2 separate regions of the Sus scrofa genome follow, and region 1 is linked to region 2. A link is a contact called in public HiChIP or PLAC-seq data. All regions are on one chromosome and are shown on one strand. Each heading gives the region's core, a stretch centred on a gene start, on an enhancer-like site or on the middle of the called end of the contact. The rest is flanking DNA. Distances are from core to core; before and after follow the strand shown. Region 1 overlaps EBPL (emopamil-binding protein-like). Region 2 holds the start of SPRYD7 (SPRY domain containing 7).

Region 1 (4,667 bases), core at 1,325-3,824, 240 kb before region 2:
AAACCAATTTAATCAGAGAAGTGAGAATATACAGAGCGAAAAGACAACTGTAATAATAATTTATCCATTAAGCCACGTCAAGGATCTTCAGTTCTTCTTCAAAGACTATAGATAATATTCCCAGCCACATCCTTGGAGCTGTCTGGCAGGTGCTGAAACCCCCACCAGGTGCAAAAAGTCAACTGTGTGCTGCCCACAAACACAAGGACCCTAGACTGGCTGGAACCAGAAGGTGGATGACGCTGATTCCCAACGACCTCACCACCCACCGATCAGGAAAAGGACCACGAGCTGATCACGCCCTGCTCCTCAAACACTGTAAGACGCCTCACTGCCTCTCAAAGCAGAGCACAGTCCTTGAGGCACTGGCCTGCTGTATTCCCCTCTCTGCCTGGTGATGAAAGTTACTTTTCCTGTTTCCTCCAGCTCTGTCTCCGTGTTTCTATTCGACATCGGTATATAGAGGCAGCTGATATTTTGGCAACGATGCCACCCCAAACTTTGCTCAAATCGGTGCCCTCTAAAGGCTCTTGGCTTGGAGTCTGGCCTTGAAGTCCATCAGAATGGATGAGAACATGAGCTGAAACCCCCACATGAGCTCTGTTCCTCTCCAACCTGGCAAATTATTTAAGCCCACTACGCTCCAGCAGCCTCATCTACCAAACGGGACTAACAATAGGAGGTACTTCGCAAAGCTCTTAAGAGAACCCAGTGAGATAATAAATTCCTCTAGGTAGCTGGTATCTTCCGAGCACCTGCTATGTGCAAAGCACTGAGCCACATGCAAGAGCTACAAGGCTGGAGGAGATACAGACAGTCCGTGCCCTTGAACGGAGTCTAGCTTTCCATAGGGACAGGGTTAACACTAAGTCACGCTGAAGCATGTACAGCACATGGTTGCTATTAAGTCACGCTGATTGAAGCACACTGAAGCGTGCAACAAGTGCAAATGAAGCATAGAGTTCTGGGGGCCCAGGCTTTTCTGCAGACCCCTCTCCCACCCTCAGAATTCTCTGCACTCAGGCTTGTTCTGGGGTGAAGAGGGGGCCAGGGCTGGTAGAAGGGTAGAGGGAGTGGGGGTGCAGGGCCCCAGACTGCTCTGTGACTCCTGAACTCTGGACACGCAGCCTCCCTCCTCCTCCCTACCACGTGCGCTGACATCTCTATCCCAGCCCTGCCCTGCCCAAAGCATGTTCACTTGGAGTATCCAAAGCCCTGAATTAGTGTCCGCCCCATGCACTTTCAATGCACGCTTCTCTTGCAAAGGCTGATGGGCTGATCAGAGAGGAATGATCTGAGAAGGCTGGGGTTGAATCCCCCACCCAATTACACACCTCTCTGAAACGTGATGGTTTCAGACTCATCCCTTAAACTTCAGTTTTTCAATGAAACCATCCCTAGAAGAAGGGCAGTAGGGTGTTACTTGCGCTGTAATGTGAATGAATTGTCAAGACCTTTTCAGGAGAGTTTTATTACGGAAGCAAAGCTAAATGTTGAGAATAGCTGAAAGAAGCAAGCGTGGGGTGCGGCCAAAAAGAATGGGCCAGACGTCACGATTGTCTGAGCTGGGGTGAATGTGGCCACACCCCTCTCACTGTACACAGGGCAAGGACCTACTGTGCCAGAAAGGAGCATGGGGGAGTTCCTGTTGTGGCTCAGCAGAAACTAATCCAACTAGTATCCATGAGGATGCAGGTTCGATCCCAGGCCTTGCTTGGTCGGTCAGGGATCCAGCATTGCGGTATGTCACAGACGTAGCTCAGATCCCGTGCTGCCGTGGCTGTGGCATAGGCCAGCAACTGTAGCTCTGATTCGACCCCTAACCTGGGAACTTTCATATGGCACAGGTAGCCCTAAAAAAGCAAGAAAAGAAAAGAGCTTGGGAAGGAAGGTCTAGGTGTGTGGACCGCCACCTTCTTAGGTCCTTGGAAAAGGTGGCCCAGAGCCAGGGAGCCCAGAGCTAATGGGCTGGCCCAGGAGCACCCCTTTAGGCTGGGGAATGGACAGAGAATTAATAATCTGGCTTCTTCTTCCTCTCACCCTCCCATCTCAGGCCAGTGTCTCCATCAGAGCTTGTCTCAGGGCACAGAATAGTGTGGGCAGGTTTGGAGAAGGGATCCAGGGTCAGGTGGGGAATGGAGCATGAAAATAAGCAGCCCAAATTCTTTACTACCTTCCGGTAGAAAGTGCTCAAGTCCAACGGGACAACCAGCCAGAAGCTTCAGATTTCATTGGAAAAGCCACCTTTTCCTCAGTTGTATCCAACACTTTGAGTGGGGCTTCTCTGCATGCAACAGGACAACATCATGACCCGGGAGAGAAGATGGCAAAATTCCATGAGCCTCATCCTACCTGGGGAGGAATCCATTCTTTTAAACCAGCATTCCAAGCTCTGCAAGCAAGTCATCTGCAAAGGGGCCCCCTTCTACCATTTTGAAAATACGATCAGCTTCTCTGGGTCAATCAGATGATTTTCAGGAATCAAGCTCTGGGCGGTGGGGCTGAGAAGCCTGCTGGTAGTTTGGTTCTGACACCACCATGGGTCACGAGGTTCTTACCCAAGCTCAGGGGGCCCCACCACAAACCCTTCCTTCCCCTCAGCCAGTGATGTTGACTCAGGAGGTTTCAGAAAGAAGCTCATGGAACATTCAACCAGCAGGTTCCTCCTGGGGGCGCTTCTCAGCATCTTCTTTTTTTTTTTTTTTTTTTTGTCTTTCTGTCTTTTCTAGGGCCGTACCCATGGCATGTGGAGGTTCCCAGGCTAGGGGTCCAATCGGAACTGTAGCCACCAGCCTACAGCAGGGACACAGCAATGTGGGATCCGAGCTGCATCTGCGACCTACACCACAGCGCACCGCAACACCGGATCCTTAACCCACTGAGTGAGATCAGGGATCAAACCCACAACCTCACGGTTCCTAGTCAGATTCATTAACCGTTGAGCCACGACAGGAACTCCCGCAGCATCTTCCAGAGAGAACATTAGGAGCTAGTCCCAGACCTCCCTGAGAAGCCTGGCATTCACTCTCTAGGCTCTGCTCACAACACTCCATGTGTTCAGGCTAGAATATGATGAATGTATTGCCTGAAGGGGGTCTTCAGAAGGGATGAAGAAAGTCGTTGAGACTTGTGGTTTATTGTAGTGAAATGCACACATACTTTCACTCTACTGTCTCCCCAAGCCTCACTGGAGGGACTTTTTTTTTTTTAAGTCAAACCCCACAAGGACAAAGAAAGCAGAAGTGAGACTAGCAGGCTTGAGATAGCACTGAAATTACAGAAGATAAAAAGTGATGTTGTAGACTAGGAAAGTAGAAATCGGAGTTAGTGGGGGTAGGAGTGGGTGTGTGTCATCAAAGGACTCACCCTGTGCTGGGCACTGGCCTGTGTATTGAAGGTGTCTTAACCCGTGTAATCCCTCCACAACTCAGCAGTTCATAACCGGACTTGGGGGATAAGGCACAGAGAGGTTAAATGGCTTGTCCCAGGTCCCAGAGCCAAATCTGAACCCTTGAAGAGGTGCAACCCTGAAACCATGCTCTACACAGCCTCCCAGTCATCAGCAAGTGGTTCTGACCCAAACCCCCGGAAATCTCAGGACTTGGGATACCAAGGTGGGGCCGGAAACAGAACTGGTGGAAAGTCTGTATGAAGAGACAGACTCTCAGACGCCCTCACAGTTCTACTCAGGCCGGGGAACTGCCCCTCTGCTCCCTGGCAGCATCTCAGTTTGTTCCCCAGGAGGCGTCGCCCAAGAGAGGATGGGGTGAAACATCGCTGAAAAGAGAACTCCTCCAAGGTTTGTGAACGGACGGGTGAGACTGCCTGGACCCTTCCCCATTTGGCTCCCAGGGGCTGGCAGTGAGGTTTACACACGGGGGCGGGGACTGGGAGCTCCCCACTAGGAGCTCTGGCCAGCTGGAGAGAAGACACACAACACGACATCCGAAGGTCCTTAGATGAAATAGTTGGCTTACCCGCTGATGATCCCTTCTGCCCTTGTACACAGGGTTCACACAGATTTCTGGCAACTTTTTGGTATCTCCCTCTTTTCTCCACCTACATTTTTATTATGGAAAATGTAAACATACAGAAAAATTGAAAAAAAAATACTGTAATTCATCTGTCAGAATGGCTATCATCAAAGTCTACAAATAATAAATGCTGGAGAGGGTGTGGAGAAAAGGAACCCCCCACATTGTTGGTGGGAATGTAAGTTGGTTCTCCCACCACTGTGGAGAACAGTATGGAGGTTCCTTAAAAAAACTAAAAATAGAGTTGCCATATGATCCAGCAATCCCACTCCTGGGCATATATTCAGAGAATACTCTAATTTGAAAAGATACATGCACCCCATCATACACAGCAGCAGTATTTACAATAGCCAAGACATAGAAGCAAGCTAAATGTCCACCGACAGATGAATGGATAAAGATGTGGTACATATATACCATGGAATATTACTCAGACATAAAAAAGAATGAAATAATGCCATTTGCAGCAACATGGATGGACTTAGAGATTCTCATACTAAGTGAAATAAGTTAGAGAAAGACAAATATCATGTATCACTTATTTGTGGAATCTAAAAAAATGATACAAATGGACTTATAAGGATTAACGAGATATCTGTGTAATCTTAAAGTATGTCTATCAATATATTTACT
Region 2 (4,343 bases), core at 1,540-4,039:
CAGGACATACATAAACATAGCCAAAGTGTATTTTTTAAGAAACATTAGACATTCCCAAATTAATGGCATCCCTTTCAAAGCAGCTACCTTGGAAGATATTCATTTCTAAAAAGTCAATTCACAATTAAACATTGAGGTTATGGTGAAAAAGAAGGTATTTACAAAAACTAGTGCCCAGAAAATCTCAAGAGGAATTCCAAATGGTTTTAAGTGATGCAGCATCACCAAAGTAAGTGATAACTTTGAAAGAGACAAGCTATGTTTGGATATGAACTTGGAAAACAGACATTTTCTTTCTTTCTTTCTTTCTTTTTTTTTTTGTCTTTTGTCTCTTGGTTGTTGTTGTTGTTGCTATTTCTTGGGCCGCTCCTGCGGCATATGGAGGTTCCCAGGCTAGGGGTCGAATCGGAGCTGTAGCCACCGGCCTACGCCAGAGCCACAGCAACGCGGGATCCGAGCCGCGTCTGCAACCTACACCACAGCTCACGGCAACGCTGGATCGTTAACCCACCGAGCAAGGGCAGGGACCGAACCCGCAACCTCATGGTTCCTAGTCGGATTCGTTAACCACTGCGCCACGATGGGAACTCCCAGACTATTTTCTTAAATCTAAAGGCAACTACACTCCTTAAGTTATCTAAATAAAGTTTCACATATCCAAGCACATGCATATTCACTAAGTGTGCTCCTCATATATCAACTTAAGATCAATGCATGCTTTAAACTATTCCTAGCTTGATAAGCCTCTCCTATTATTTTCTAAAATCAGGTTGCTTCTGTGATTGAAGAATTTGAATTCACCAGAAGACAGGATAAGAAAAAGTTTCCACGCAGGTAGAAAACTGGGAAATGACATTACTGAAAGACGCTATGCAGCTTTGGAAAAGGAGAACATAGTGGAACAAGCACAAGTGACCAGCTCTTTGTAGAAGAGACCAGAGAAAAGGAATACTTTACAGAGTAGATTGTAGTAATTCAGGATTTTGGCAGTAGAGACAGAAAAGAACTAAAGCTGATCATAAGCTCCAGGAACTATGCGTGTTGCCAGCATCTAAAACAATGCCTGCCATCTGAGAGTCATCCAATAAATATCAGTTGAGCGAATGAATAAATGGAATGGAAACATTTTCTCAGGGAAATTATAGGATTTGAACATCTGTCTATAAACGATGATGAATAAGTAATAATTTAAAGAGATATACACATACATTTACATGTATTTATGTATTACGCTGCTGCATTAAATTTAGGAGACATAAGGATTAAAATTAAACACCCCTGGAGTTTCCATCGTGGGGCAGTGGAAACGAATCTGACTAGGAACCATGAGGTTTCAGGTTTGATCCCTGGCCTTGCTCAGTGGGTTAAGGATCCCACATGGCGGTGAGCTGTGGTATAGGTCACAAATGGGGCTCAGAACCTGCATTGCTGTGGCTGAGGCATAGGCCAGCAGCTACAGCTCTGATTAGACCCCTAGCCTGGGAACCTCCATATGCTTCAGGTGCGGCCCTACAAAAAGACAAAAAAAAAAAAAAAAAATTAAATTAAATACCCCAATAAAAAGCAGTATATAATTACATTTGTGGTTTAGTTCATGCTATAGAAATATAATGGGAAGAGTGTCTCTAGAATTATAAAGAATCTAGGCAGGAGAGGGTTTTGCTATAAATATTAAGAAATCCCTTTCTTACTTTAATGTACTGTCCTTTAGCCAAAGAGAAATGTGGGAAAAACTGAAAGTGCATATATATATATTTAGAAGAGAATAATCCACAAAAAGATAGTACTCTGAAATACTTAGTGGGAATCTCTCCTTCTAGAACCATACTCCAGAAACATGAAACTACATGGGACAGTCTAAGAACAGAAACAATAATAAGGTTGTGAAAGAGGCTACAGAGGGGAGAGGAAGAATGTGAGAGAAGCTATATGTTCATGCGAAATTGGAAGGAAAAACATACATGAGAAGAAGCAAAGTGCTGTTTTATTTTTGCAACAGCCTGAATTGTTGGCAACAGACCAGTCAGATGAAATTACAACACCGCTAAGCGTGACTAAGGAGGAGTCAGACAATGGGAGGTTTTAGTTGAAGTGACACGGTCTGACATGAGCTGTGACTTGAAGCTTCTGCAACTTGCCCTGTTTTGACATTAGTAGGTGAGAGGAAAATAATTTTCAATAAAACAACCGATAAATGATGGGCTAAGAGAAAGCTGCCTGGGCAGAAGGAGCCGAAATCAGCTAAAGCATTCTGAAAATGTATTGGATTTGACTGGAGCTCGCCCGTGGGACACCGTAGGAGGGGCACCACAGTACTATCGCTCCCCACGCCTGGGAACTTGTGCCGAGTCTCAGGATGCGACAGCTCGGAGGAGATTCCGGTGAGAACGGGTAGGTCCACCCACACACCATCTCCACTAGGCGAGGGCAGACAACACTGCGTAGCCTTGAACACAGAACCGGGCCGAAGTGGAGGCGGCCTGTGTCTGGAGGAGATCCGCCAGACCCGGCCGAGGGCAGCGTCGCAGGGCGAGGGCAGGGGGCGGGGCCCGGCGGGGCCCGGCCGCGCGTGGTGCTCGCGACCCCCGACTGACCCCGACCCGCACCGCCCGACTCGGGGTGGGCCGTTGGGTCACGGGAAGGGAGGGCCCTTACCCATGTGTTGCGTGTCCAGCTGCACGGCCGGCATCTCTTTCAGAGGGATGTGGCCCGTCCCGCCATCTCTGCAGCACCGCAGGCAGCAGAACACCGAGGAGGCCATGTCTCAGGGACCGCCGACGACACCGCGACCCACCGCCCCTAGACCGCGGCGACTCCCGCCCCTACCCCTCCGCTCCGCCTCCTGCCCCCGCCCGAGCGCCGGAGGGAGTCTGTGGGGCGCAGAGGCTGGTACAGCGACGCCCCTGGCGGGGAGGGTGCAGCGCAGTCTGAGGCGAAGCCTGCCTGGGCGGAAGATACCGAGGATCGGCCGGCGGGCGGGGCTGGGGGCGGGGCGGGGCAGAGGGCGTGGCGGCCGGGCGGTGAACCGCGTGCGCCTGCGCGGAAAGGTTTTTCCCTTTTGTGCCGCCCCGCTTATGTAGGTATTTCTGTACTGACCCGGGCTCGAGCTGACTTGCGTTCTCATTTAGCTCAGGTGTCCTTGGATGCTGTAGTTTAAAAACTGCCCCCCACTTCGACATTATTTTAGGCATTAGTTGGCAGTGGCAAATTTGCCTGGGGGAGTGGGAGCTGATTTAAAACAGCCCGAAGATGTCCTCCCTCCACGCCCAGGACTGAGAGAACTTCGCCTTCGCGAAGAGCCTCTGGCCCCCTCTCACCGCCCCCCGCCGTGGCTGGTTTCTGGAGAATTTTCTCAAATCATGAACAGACGCACAGGGCCCAGGAGTAATGGCTGTTAGTAATTGCACAGTGGCTATGCATCCAGGGCTCTTGAGTCGACTCCCCTGCTGCATTTTAGGTGCAGAGACGAGTTTCCCGTTGAGGGGCGTACTGGAGGCCACCCCGGGAGGGGACTCCCTGGGGCAGGGCTGGAGGGCGATTCTTGACCTGTCTCTTCCAAATTCAGCGGCATGGATAATGGGTTCTAATGAGTGTAATGGGAACCCCTGAGTCAGCGGTTCAGGGGAAGGACTGAGTTCCTACAGCCTGTTGTTTCCTGTTTCCATGTAGGAGCCTCCCGTTTGGGAGCACCAGTCATCTGGTGCACTACTTAGATCATCCGCATCCTGATCCATTTTCCATCTTCAGATACCACTTGTCGCCTGGAGAAAGTCTGGGACGACCTCTAGAATTAATCTGGCTTAAACCTCTGTTGTCAAATAAGGTTCCATCTGAAGACTTCCCCAGGATTCAAGCCCTGGGAGACCTGACGCAAAATGCCCCCTCAGTATGTAATGGGTTCTTCGACATAACTTCTTAGTGACAAATATCTTTTATGGTGAATTTTTCCCTTCAGAATGGGAGAATTTTTTTTCAAGGTCCTGAGTTTCTTGGATGTTTATACAAACGGTGTTTTCATTACAATACTTATGAAAATCTCAAAGATTTGTACTTTGAGGTTTATTTATCATAGGATTAATACCAGAGGTGATTGCTGAAGCCCTCACTGCCTATAAAGTACTTTCCTGGTGATCATTTTACACATGAAATTTTCTTTTGCTGAAAAACTTGACCATTTGGAGAAGTGTTAGTGTCCTAGTTTTTCCCTTTGGGAAGGAGTGGGGAGTTGAATGTTGCAGAGACAAAAATTTTCTGCATATCTGTGAGGTAGGCACTCTTTCTTACACACACTCACCGAATTCTTGAAAAGTTTGAGAGTAAATATTGTCCCTGTGTAAGTGAAG

Evidence for each region. HiChIP or PLAC-seq counts read pairs in DNA pulled down with a chosen protein or histone mark.
Region 1: an H3K27ac HiChIP or PLAC-seq map of alveolar macrophages shows a contact between it and region 2. The contact joins the enhancer-like site here to the promoter of SPRYD7 in region 2. A contact is called at or near these places in 2 of 5 promoter capture datasets (fetal liver and liver), 4 of 47 Hi-C or Micro-C datasets (embryonic fibroblasts, heart right ventricle and skeletal muscle) and 2 of 2 datasets of contacts at active chromatin or transcription factors (alveolar macrophages and skeletal muscle).

What each region holds. Positions count from the first base shown.
Region 1 is chr11:18,086,703-18,091,369 of Sscrofa11.1, reverse strand. The region is part of intron 3 of EBPL (emopamil-binding protein-like); the gene reads right to left. Among named protein-coding and RNA genes, the nearest start is that of ARL11, 11 kb to the left of the region's middle. Within about 2 kb of position 2,574, at least 8 of the 83 cell types and tissues checked have an H3K27ac peak or open chromatin away from gene starts, as enhancers often do. A contact at or near this core is called in alveolar macrophages, where this site is marked.
Region 2 is chr11:17,847,457-17,851,799 of Sscrofa11.1, reverse strand. It overlaps SPRYD7 (SPRY domain containing 7), which reads right to left and starts at 2,789. Exons shown (of 5, transcript NM_001243529.1): 1 at 2,656-2,789. The coding sequence starts at 2,761. It overlaps TRIM13 (E3 ubiquitin-protein ligase TRIM13), which reads left to right and starts at 1,795. Exons shown (of 4, transcript XR_002336667.1): 1 at 1,795-2,391.